2 separate regions of the Anser cygnoides genome follow, and region 1 is linked to region 2. Evidence: chromatin contacts called from public Hi-C data. All regions are on one chromosome and are shown on one strand. The core of a region is the stretch at or near the end of the contact, and the rest is flanking DNA. Distances in the headings are between cores, read along the strand shown.

Region 1 (5,890 bases), core at 3,345-5,844, 270 kb after region 2:
GATATCAGATAGGAAAATGTTGTAGATCAGGTAATTTAAATACTGAAAGGTGGTGTACTGGTGCAAATAGTATTTGTGGAGAAGCACCAGTCTGGAGATGGTACAAATACAATATTGCTTACGTCTCTAAGCGTCACTCCCAGAGGTGCAGTATCTAGGAGACAAAACGGTCCTTCAAATAACACTTTGTGAAAATACGTGTTCAAATCCCCAGCGATAAAGAAAATGTCGCTTACAGTGTTTTGTTGCTAATACCTCAATTTAAGGAAAAGGTTTAAAAATTTTGTACTACTTTCTTGTGTTTCCAGGATTATGCAGCAAAATTGTTTTTGTGTGACTGTGTTCTGGTTCTTAGTGATGTGATAGTTTTAAATATTTTTTGAGTTACTTATTATTGAACTTGCGTGGGTTTTGCAATATTGAAGTTTGACAGTGTTAGGTTTGACTTTAGATAGGTCAGTCTCTGGAATGAAAGAGACACTGAAATGAGCATGCAATGAGCGACTGCATTCAGGAGCTGAACAATTTGGTGACATCGGTCTGTAACAGGCCCACGCTAGCAACCGTTTGGGAAGCACTTGATGGGAAAGCTTGTAGAGCCTGATATTAAAAAAGCACAACTAATAACGAGTGAAAGGCATTTATCTTAGTGGGAACCACCTTCTAAGACGGCTTTGGAACCCAAAGCCGTTGGAGACGCTGCTCTCGACGCGGTATTTTTCCACTGTGGAGCTGACCTCCAGTGTGGCAATTCTTGGCAGAAACTCTCAACTTTTTCCCCTAAAAGGGGGGGAGGAGGAGGGGCAAAATACCCAATACGCTGTCTTAACAGGCGTTTAGCCCCTGTTAGCAGGGGGGAAGGAACAGCGGAGCGCGGTGGCCCAGCCGGGCTCCGAGGGGCCCCCCAGGGCCGGTGCCTGAGGCGCGGGCCCGGCGCTGCCGCCGCGGCCGCCTCCCATTCGCGTCTCGCCCGGTGTCATTTTAAGTTGCGGCCCTCAGCCAATGGGGCCGCTGCCGCCCGCTGACATCACCCGGCAGCCAGTTCCCTCCAGCTGCACAGCGCCTCAGTTTCTGCCTTTTTTTTTTTTAATAAAAAAAAAAATAATAAAAAAAATAAAAACGACCTAAAATGGAGGCCGGTTTCTCGCCGTAAGCAGCGGGCTGCCTCCCCCGGCGCAGCCCCGATGTTGACATGTAACCGGGCCGGCGGCAGGATGGTGGTGGTGGACGCGGCCGGTCCCAACGGGCCCTTCCAGCCCCTGGCCCTGCTGCACATCAGAGGTGAGCAGCGAGGGTTTTGCTACCGCCGGGTCTTCGCCCCTTTTCAGCCCCCTTCGGTTGATGCCGAGGGATGCGAAGTCAGGAAGGTGCCGCGAGGGGCAGGGGGAGCCGAGCTGGGTGTGCGCCCCCAGCTCTGCCGGGGAAAGGACCCCCGGGCCTGGTGGCTGGGGAGGGGCAGGGGTGACACTCGGGGGGAGAACAGCCTTGGTGCAGCCGGGAAGCATTGCCGAGGAGATGCGGTTCGGCGCTAACAAGCGAGCTCTTATGTGCCTGGTGGCTTGCGCAGCCTTCGCTGTTAGCTTTCTGCACAGAAACGTGTTCTCTTGGATCTACAGAATTGCTGCACTGCAAGCCTACACATTACGTAGTCCCTTAGGAAAATGCATTTTCTCCTGACATTTTTTTTTTAGATAATATCGAGGTGTGTGTCTTGTTCTGTATTCTTGCGGTTAGTGGAATTTTGCATTGCCGTGTGTTTCTTTGTGTTTTTACATGCCCATAAACAAGCTTCGTAACCAATCAAAGCATTTATTTTTTTTAACGTCTTCCTCAAGCTGGCTTTGTTTTAGAACTTTTTAGGAAAGCAGAGCATTTATTAGATGGGATCAGCACAGCTTGAACAATGGCACTTATATGCAAGAAACACAGCTGATACTGTTCTTGATTACCTTTTCCTTCTCGGCTTTCCATGGCATAGGCTAGTTGTTAGTACTGAAAAGGTTTTTTTAATGAATATTCCATTCACTAAAAATATTTTGCTTTGAAAGTGTCGTGGTTTTTTTTAATAAACAAAACGCACAGAAGCCTGCTCCTCTAAGCAATAGCAGTTGTCTTCATATATTAAGAGATCATGATTTCTCTTTATCTCTACGAGAGCCTTACCCTTCTTTGTCTGAAGTGAGACTAGATGTATTCTAGAAGACTCTAATTTTGGTCTGTGAGTGTGTGTGGGGGGGAATGTGGTAAAATTCCCTTGAGTTAGAATAAGGGCTTTGCTTGTTGTCAAGGGAATATAAATGCGACTGCCTGAACTGTAGACAGGCCTTCACTCTTCCGTCTGTGCAAATCACCTTAATTTCCTGATATGTGCTTCATTTTGGAAGGGTAGAAGTCCCATCTTTTAAAGGCGCAAGTGAATTTTAGAAAAAAACAAAGGTTGGAGGCAGAACTATGAAGTGTTATAACGATGAACCGCAATAATCCTTTGTCTTAATATGATAAAAGGGTTCACGTCAGTGATTCTATTATCCCTGTTGCTCAAATCAAATACGTAATTGTGGAAGCAATTGTGGAAGTGCATTTTAAGAAACTTCTGAAATTTACTGTTGTAAACACTAAATTTTTGGTACACAGGATAATATGCTAATAAGGTTGAGGTTAAGGGTTGTGTTGTTACGTTTGTGTTTCTTGTTTTTTTTTTTTTTATTAATGAAGAAAGTCAACTTTCTTGTAAGCAATTAAGGAAGATCTGGGGGATTACTTTGCATTTTTCACATGGTAGGAAATTAGATGGGTGTCTGGTATTATAGCCCAGAGGAGTCTCTTCAGAGGTGAGGGGGAGCAGGGAGGAGAATGCATCTCTTCCATCCATCCATACTAGTTCATTCTTTTGTATGCACCTCATCTCACTAGCTGCTCTAATTTGACCAGTACTGATTTGCCCCCAAAATGAATCCTTACAGAACTATGTATTTAAAATAAATAGGAGCTAAAGTGAGCTGATAACTCTGAAGCCTAATGACAAAGGTTTACTGCTTGTTCTAATCCATGCAGCTTTTACAGTTGTCCTTTTACATCATCTGTTGAAGCATGGGTTGAATTTTCTAGTAGAAGTGCTTCTCTTCGTAGCTGCAAATGCTAGAATTTTAACTTAAAAAAAAAAAAAAGGCTGGTAGTATCTTCTCCACTAAAAGGTAAATCTGCTTTAGAACAAATTTCATATGGTGTTTAAAGTAAAAGTTTGAGATTGTGTATCTTGTTTTACCATTATATATTAGAGGGTAAAATACTCTGTTTGGCCTTAATGTTATTTGGGGTGAGTGGGGAAAAAGGAGGGGGTATTTTTGTAGAGCAGACTATCAGGAATTACTTGAAAATAAAAATTGCAATCTTGCTTTTAAAATTAATTCTAATACACTTTCTATACCTGGATCACATGGAATATGTAAAGTTTGCAGAATTAAAAAGAAGTCTGGTCTGGCAAGAGGTGGAAGCTTGCTCTTCTTCTTCCTCCCCCTTCTGAACTGCAGACAGCTTTATTGTCTGGGTTACTTGTAGCTTTGCCAAAGCACCACAGTTGGGAAAATAGATGCAGGTGTTTTTAAAAAGTCATGTTTAGAGCCTTGTGAATAGGAAATAAGGGTGTCAACATCTTATTGTCTACTGTTGCTGTCTCTGGAGGAACAATGGGGATTTGTAGGATAGGAGGTGTCAGGGCCCTGAATACCCCAGCTGGTGCTCAAAATCAGCTCTTGAGTCAGGCTGTCATGGAGAGAGCCGTGAGAAGTCTTGTTGGGGTTCCCCCCCTCACTCAGGAGCTGTTTTCAGGCTCAGGCCCTTGGCTTTGGTCACTGCCTCATCCAGGCTGCAGCCATATCTTGGGTGGTGTGCCTTGCCTTTCGGGGTCCTGATGTGTTGACCACCTGGCTTGACCTGCCTCTTCACTGCGGACATGTTCCACAACCACTGGACTGTTGGCTGGCCCTGATCACTGTCACTAGATCGGCTCTCCTTTTCTGGTTTGAATACAGTGAGACTCTGCCCTTTGTCACAATTATAGACTGGTGGCAGTTGTCCAAGACCAATGTGTAGAAATCGGGTCCGCGGAAGATGACTCTGGACCCATTGCTGGAAAACACCAAGCATCAGAAGAGCCCAGTCCACGGCAAAGGCAAGTGGCATGCAGCCATTACTGTGTGTTATCTGCTTGTGCTGACAGCGCTGGCTCAGGAAGAATGTTTGGCTACTGGGGTAGTGAGCCCTTGGTCATTCCACCCACACCAGGCTTTCCAGGGGGCCCAAGTCATGCTGCTGCATCGATCGTCCTAGAGTACAGAGCACATAATGGTCGGCTCAGCCGCTTGGCTTTAGTGACTGCAGTGAACTGAAAGCTTACCTTGCAAGCTTAAAGAGAATCGGTTTCAATTTGAGCAGCTGTTATGGCTACGAAATAGCTGTTGTGGTTTGTGGTCCTCAGTAGAGGCTTTGTGTGTGTGCAGTTGGCTGTGAAACAAGCGAAGATGGAGAAGGTAAAGCAACTGGTTGTGGGGTATCTGCATGGAGAGTTCCTGTAGGATCCTTGTGTGGAGGTCACTAGCTATGAAGGTGACGTAAGGACAGCAGAGAATTATTAAGTATTGCAAACGTAAGATTTTTACAGCAAAGAGGGAAGCAGAGCAGGATGGTTTTTCAAGATGCTTCTCTCTCCTTATGGAGCCCTTCTGGCAGCGAAACCCCTAGGGTGACTGGAGTGCACTCAGGGCCCTGATCCAAGTAACTGAGATGAGGCCTGGGGGAAGGAATCAGGACCTTCTGATTTCCATCTCAGTGCTTCAAGCAAAGAAAGGCGCTGTAAAAGCAGCATAGATTACAACAAACTGTTAACATTTGTCACTAGGCTTCAGTTACCAGTTTGTGTTTACTGTGGTGAGTTGTCTTGCAGGAAGCTGTAGCTGTAGGACAGAGTGCAGTTAGAAAATGATCTTGATTCTTTGTGTAGGCAGATTATAAATGTCTATTCCTTTGGGGGGGTACGCTTTTCATTAGAAGTGCAGTTGACTGCTGTTAGCCTGAAAAACAGTGTTTTCATGTAGTCAAGACACAGATATTCAGAAATTTGAACAAAATATTGGTAGAACTCTGCTCTGGTCTGCATTGCCAGAATTAACAGAGTATAGAAGTTAGTTTAGCGGCCTAGTTGCTTAGTGGAATTGGTAATATTGTCTGTTCACGCTTTTCCAAAACGATTTTCAAGATACTTTGCAAGACGTGGTGAAAGTTGTGTGGGAGGGAGGATGAGAACGCCCTGATCCTGTGTCAGCTCCCACCAGTGCTTCCTGTAGGCTGTGACCTGTTTCAAATACCTCATTGTCTGTTGTCCTCTGCCTTCCAGAGCAGTAAAATTTTTTGATACTCAACTTTGTAATTATTTAACTTAATTTGGATTTTGTGAAAGTTTGTGGGGTTGGTTGTTTGAAGATGTAGGTAATGTTAACTCTGCCTGTTCTTTTCATGTGCTCCCTGTAATCCTGAGCAAGGGACCATGGAAGGTAGTTCATATTCCATCTCCACATAGTGCTCTTCTACAGGGTATGACTAAAAATGGCAGCGGTAACATTCTTGTGATGTATTTATCTGAGGATATGGATAGAAATTTACATTCTTAGAAAAGCTTGGTAAAAGCTGATGGTTCTGTTGGGTTGGGTACCAACACAGCATCAAGCACCTCGTGATGCTGGTTTCTCTGAGCTTGGGCCGCCTTAGATAACCTTTCAGCTCCAGATCAAATCATCATAAACTAATGCCAGGTTCTTAAAGAAACCAAGTGCTCTCCAGCTATTGTAAGCTGCATTTCCACTTTGTATTTTCATAGTTGATTATGAAAGGTCAA
Region 2 (6,197 bases), core at 364-2,863:
AATTCGTCAAAATCTTACTAACCTTTGGGACCGGCTATGGAGTTAAGACACTGTGATTTCCATGCCCTGCATAATGCGTTCCCTTCTGCGTCTGTTGATTTCAACCAGTTCCTGATAATACTTTCCTAGCAACCTGTCCATGTCTTGCTGCAGCCGCATAAAATATAACTCATTCAGTTTCACATCATGACAGTACACTCAGAGGAAAATCTAGGTTTACATACTCTTCAAATACATTTTAGTTGTACTTATTTTCCAAATTCTCTGAGAAATTCACCTACAATCCCTAATGAAAAAATGTGCAAAAATGTAAAACAGCAACAACAAACAAGATGTTAATACCCTACAAATACATGCTTACTGGTTGGGGAAAATAAGAATACTCCCTTCTTCCTTTACTCTCCTCTTTAGATCCTTCCTTTCTTCTGCCTCATTTAATACTAAAAGACTCAAGATGAACAAAGCATGAAGTCTGTGACACTCTCAATTGTGTTTCAGGTGCAATACACATTGATTTCCTTCATGCGATCATACCTTCTTCCATTGCACAGTCTGAGAAGCCATCCTGCCTATGACTGCTTTGCCAAAGGAACTTTCTCTTTACTCATCTCCTGGCTTAATAACCGCAGTGTTGCTCAGCATCTGCAATTGCAGTTTGTTGTATGTAACACATCATTTATGTACAGCTCTATAAGGTGGGTAAAGCATACTGCTTCCCACTTATTTTTATAAGCTGAACCTAATTAATGTCATTTGGTATGCCAGGGATAAGAGGACAGCTGGAAACCATCAAGGGAAAATGGGAGCAGTGCATTAGCTGTTTTTTTCAGTCAGCTGTTTTACTGCCCAAGGCGCACACACATGCACACCCTCTGCTTCATCTCTCAGGTCCAGTTCTGCTTTCTGTACTACCACTGCCACTCAGAAGTCAATAGAATTATTCCAGCTTTACAGGGGTATAACAGAGAACAGGCTTGGCCTGTATCCTACTGGCACTTGAAGCATTCCTGTTTTATCAAAATTTGATACTTAAAACATTCTGGGGATATAAATAATCAGGATAAAATAGCAATTAATACAACACACAATTGCCTTAGACTATGCCTAGAAATCTCATCCAGCTCACAAATAAAAGTCCACACAGTCAAGCCACAAGTCTCAGCCTACAGACTCTATCACATATCTTTGTCATATCTCCTGGAGACCAAACATGAGATTTATCCTAACCATAAGGAACAGAAGCAGCAAACTGAGGTTCACTGAAAATGCCATCCTACTGGTCTACTACTCAGCCCTGGGAACAGTTAGCCAGAACACTTCTGCTGACCTCAGCTTCTGGGATAGCTCCTCGCTTAACCCTGAACCTTTCACATACACATGAAGATAAACACCCGAAGTTCTACATACTAAGACTTAGACAAACACATTTTATGCCAAAGGGCATAGGCCAATAACCTGCAAAGATCCACACCCACACAGAATTGCACAATGGACCACACGTATTTTGGAGCATGGCATTTGCCTATCACTAAGAATTATCAAGCACCAGTCATTTCCAGAAACGGTTTGCTGCTCTCAGCGGATCAGTTACACTGCATTTATTTTTGCTCTAAGCAATACCTTCTATGCCAGTCATTCATACCAATTTGAGAGCTCACCCAGATCCTTTCCTCACCCTTTTCCAGGTCCTCAAACTCAAGAACATTTAATTCACCAAGTAGAATTCCTCTGGCTCCTCTGCAATCCTGATTTCAACTTTATCCTGAAGAGCTGCCAGAGGCATAGAGAGCCTACTCCACAGGGATCCCAAATTCCACAGTCTACTGAAGCTAAACACTACATGGCAGCAAATCTTTCAAAAGAAAGAGGCTCCATAAAACACCATCAGAGATCTAACATTTCAAACAAGAATTCATGCATCATTTGTAACCTGTTCAAGCCTGGACACTAAGCTGATGCACAGTTCTCTTCTGATCCTCAAAAGCCAAGCACCAGGTACCTCACTGGTGCCTTGGGTCTAAGCTCTGATCCAATGGATGGCAAGTGGATGGAGCCCAGCAAGACCAGTACTCCTGTCAAGAGTGGCAGAACTTTCCTCCTAGTTCCACCACTTGCAGAGTAAGCAATACACCATTTAATTGGCATCCTAAGTAACTCTTTCAGAACAGATACAAAGAATAGAAGCTGAAGAAGCAGCTCCTGAATTCATCCAAAATGCTAAATTAAAAGATATTTTGTAGATTTTCAACTGCCGTTCAAAAGGCCTAACTAACAATCCGATTAATCTCAAAATAATAAAAGCCCTTAATCTAACATATATCAGCAAATTCCTGTTTCTCTCTTTTCTAACAAAAATAACAACACTTTAGTTGCCAGTGCATTAATAAGATCCTATTTCTGCTCCAGAGACTGAATCAAACCTTTGTTCTTCACAGCAAAGGATTAAGAAGGTTGCTATTTTGGTAATGAGATGTGGTAGAGGTACTTACTTCGTAGCTGAGATCCAGGCTGGATGCCTGAGAAAGGAATAAACTCTGTTACCTCAGATGAACTTTATTCTTATAATTGGTATATCAAACTCTGCTGGTATGATGTGTGTCATTAGCAATAAAAGACAGACTATTCATGAATAATTACAATTTTATAGTGTTTAAGCTCATTCACAAAATGTGCCCTATGTTGTACAGAAAGTCATGGATGTAGATTATAACGTAGCTAAACATACACCCGTAATAAATAAGAAAAAAATTACTTACTTTCTAGGTAAGTTATTGGTCAGCTGCTTCTTTTTTTCCACTTTTTTTTTTTTCTGGATATCTGGATATATGCTTTTAACAGCACATCATGGAGAAAAGCTGTCATAAAGTGGCACAAGAAAAAAGAACTGTCAGGAAAAACAGCACATGGACAGGGACAAATGAGAGAACACTCTGAAAAGAAGATCAAATCATAGGACACAGATCCAAGTGCTGAGGCACCAACTTGGTGCCCAGATGATTGAGAAAACTGTTTGTGAAGCTGGAAAAGGAAGCACTGACCTGTGAAAATGAAAGCAACTTCATGAAAACATTAGTCATGTCACAAATATGTTGTTTATAGTTATCATAACAACATTTTTATTAAACAAACATGTTTAGTATATAAAGTTGTTGCAAGCAAAACATTTCCAAAGGACTAGGGTAGGTAAGACAGTGTGGTTAGAAGCTGGCACCGCTTTATAATTACATAGGCATTAACTTATTGCACTTAGAAATGGAAATGTTTGGGGCTCACATCAGACGAGGTCCAAATTTCTGAATGAAAAGTATTATTGCAACAAAATCTAGGATCATCTTCATATATAGCAAACGGAAACAGAAGTGAAAATAAACAAAGCCTCAATATCTCACTTGCATCCTGCCTGTTGGCTGATGACATGACAAAGGACTTTGAAAAAATGACAAAAATGAAACAATTTACTAACTCTCATTTCTCATCTGACAGGGCAGTTGTATGTCTGCCTATATTTTTTTAAAGACCACCATGATGAAAAGCAATCCCAGAAATGGGCAGAATATCAGAAGGAAATTAGTCCATTGGTAATTGTTGATATCCTCTAGGAATGCTGTTTCACATCAGATGAACCTCTCTTATCTCTCCTTCTCTACTGAACAGTAGGAATAGAACAATAAAAATCCATAGGGGTTCAGATATCTCTGGCAGTACAGGTGCCAGATTTCCTAGGGAAACAACTCATACATAGCCAAGTGTTGCTTACATGACTGATCATACGCATATTACCTCTTAAACAATTTTTGGACACAATCACTAATTCCCACCATATCTGATAAAAGCAGACACCTCAAACGTAATTGCATTCCTACCAAGATGTAGGAAAATAGTTGGATGGGTAAACAGGCTGACCTTAATACTGTTTCTAGTAAATGAAAGGCTTCAGTGTGAACATACCCTGCTAGGCCTTCAGAGGATCCACTAGTAGTGAGCAGTTATGAATTTCCCAGCTACTGGAAAAGCTCCAATTGGAGCTTGTGCCTTGTTAGAAAACCAGACAATCCAAAGCCATAGCAAACAAGACTTCAGTCATTCTGAGCTCAGGGAATCACAGTTTTTCAAAATGAAGACTGGAAAATAAATTGTGCTCACAAGTTTGCATTTGCAGGTAACACTTTAATCAAACATAAAAGGAATTGGGCTCAATGCAAATGTGAAAAAGCAGTATTTTTGGCTGTAATATTCAGGAGGTCAGAATGCACAAATAAACAGTCCTTTCTCTTTGAGTCTACAGAATATGTTGATTCCTTTTTAAATCCTTCAGCAGGTTAACAAAGCCAAATATCTATTTGCAGCATAAAAAGGGATGAAGATCTTCAAAGATTACCATCTGATTATCAGTGCAAAGTTGTGACAGGAGGATCTACACACTGAGCTTTCCATGTTTATTCTCTCCAGAAACACCAGTATAGAAGATAATTGCAGATAATAAACTAACCCTCTTTTTGAATACTTTAAGAATTTGCAGCATGGTTTAATTCTCATATTATAGTAGAAATGCTTTGAACCTCAAATGATAACTTTCCTGCCGAAGTCTTAAAGGCCCTGACCATGCAGTTTGACCCACATTGGTGCAACTCTGACAAACCTCCAAGCCACATAATGTTTACAGAAAAAAGGATCCCACCCATTCAAGACTGGGGACTGAAATTTTATTCCAACATATCAGTATGTACCAGATTTTGTAGATTGTGCATATGAATCCCTGACATTTAGATATTCAGCCACTGAACTGAACTGATCCCTAGGAGGAAAAGGCTTTATGGTTGAACAAGAAATTCTGGATGTGGTAGTTTAATTTTTTTAAAAAAAGAAATCTTTCAAAAGTAAATGATACCATTTTAGTGTTGGGAACTCAAATGGAAAATCGTGTCTTCCATGTTTTAGCTGAGTTCTTTTTGATAGCTGACCAGAGCTGGCACATGCATAATGACCCGTGACCATGGACAATGAATGGACTGAAAGGACAACTGCTGGAGCAGAGAGATGTTGAGCTGGATGAAGGCTATAACATCTGTTTCTAAAATACAGTCTGAGTTCAGACGGATGGATGGATAGATAAAGACATCCACTTTTTTCTCAATTTACAATACACAACTGTTTTACAATCACCTGAAATGCTCTCTCACTGCACATAATATAGCTACAGAATCAGGTATTTCCATGACAATAGTCTTCTATATTTTAAAAAAGCAAAAACATGCACTAAAATGAAACACTTTGGTAAACAGCAGTTCTTTCTACTGCATAGTTAGAAAGATGTCTGAAGTCTCTCTTTCCCCAATATGTAGGATAATGTCCATTATTAAGTCAAGAGTTATAGAATATGCCTGGTGTGACACACTAGGTAATGGAGAAAGGTCCCAGACACCAGCTAGAGGTTATACTACTTTAAGAGCAAGAAAATGCAAGTTAGTCATACAACAACCATGGCTTTCCTCTGTCTTTGTGACCTTTCTGTGAGGCTGCAGAGCAGATGCAGTTGTGTTTATATGGTCACAAAGTTGACAGAGCGAAAGGCCAAGGCACTGGGTGCTCCCCTCCCTGTCCTCCAAGTGCACTTGCAGTAAGTAGGATGGGAGGCTGGCAGGAGGCATCCTAAGTCCTTCTTCCCTTGAACAGTCACAGTGAAAACAGGTGTTGAGAGTGCCCAGACTTGCTGAAAATGAAGCCATGGTTGTCTTGACTTGGGCAACCAGACTTAGAAACAATTTTTGAAAACCAGCGCCTGCAGGGAAACGAAGGTTAGAGTAAAACTGTCTTAGCTCTCAGGCCTCACACAGAGGCAGCTCTCTTGACGGTAGGACTCCTTTTTCCTCTCACTTCCCCTAGCCCTTTGCAGTGAGGTGGGGCAAGAGGGAGGCATTTTCAGCCTTCAGAGGACCTTTATACTGTATTAAAAATATGGTTTCTTTAATGTTTCCTTTTTCAAAAGTAGTAATATAAACTAACTGAGTATGCTCTTAGGAGAGCTTTTGGCAAGGGTATAGGACAATCCTCTGCCAAACCTCATCTTTGGCATGAAGAAATAAACAGACTGTGGTTCTGCATAAAGACAAAACTTTTGGAAAGCCTTTAGAATATTTCTCATAATGAAACAGTGGGGGGGTAGTTTTCTTGAAATTCAGAATACACTCCAGAAGACA

Evidence for each region. Hi-C and Micro-C count contacts between places; a contact is called where the count stands out from the background.
Region 1: a contact with region 2 is called in a Hi-C map of liver, with 5 times the contacts expected there. The contact joins two enhancer-like sites. A contact is called at or near these places in 2 of 7 Hi-C or Micro-C datasets (both in liver).

Annotation. Positions count from the first base shown.
Region 1 is chr5:55,207,442-55,213,331 of Taihu_goose_T2T_genome, forward strand. All of the region lies in intron 3 of PPP2R5C (protein phosphatase 2 regulatory subunit B'gamma), which reads left to right. It overlaps LOC106047008 (a long non-coding RNA gene), which reads right to left and starts at 1,032. Exons shown (of 4, transcript XR_007165521.2): 1 at 1-1,032. Within about 2 kb of position 4,595, at least 2 of the 3 cell types and tissues checked have open chromatin away from gene starts, as enhancers often do. A contact at or near this core is called in liver, where this site is marked.
Region 2 is chr5:54,943,143-54,949,339 of Taihu_goose_T2T_genome, forward strand. LOC106047813 (a long non-coding RNA gene) reads right to left here. Exons shown (of 17, transcript XR_010832008.1): 5 at 2,757-2,855. Among named protein-coding and RNA genes, the nearest start is that of DIO3, 170 kb to the right of the region's middle. Within about 2 kb of position 1,614, at least 2 of the 3 cell types and tissues checked have open chromatin away from gene starts, as enhancers often do. A contact at or near this core is called in liver, where this site is marked.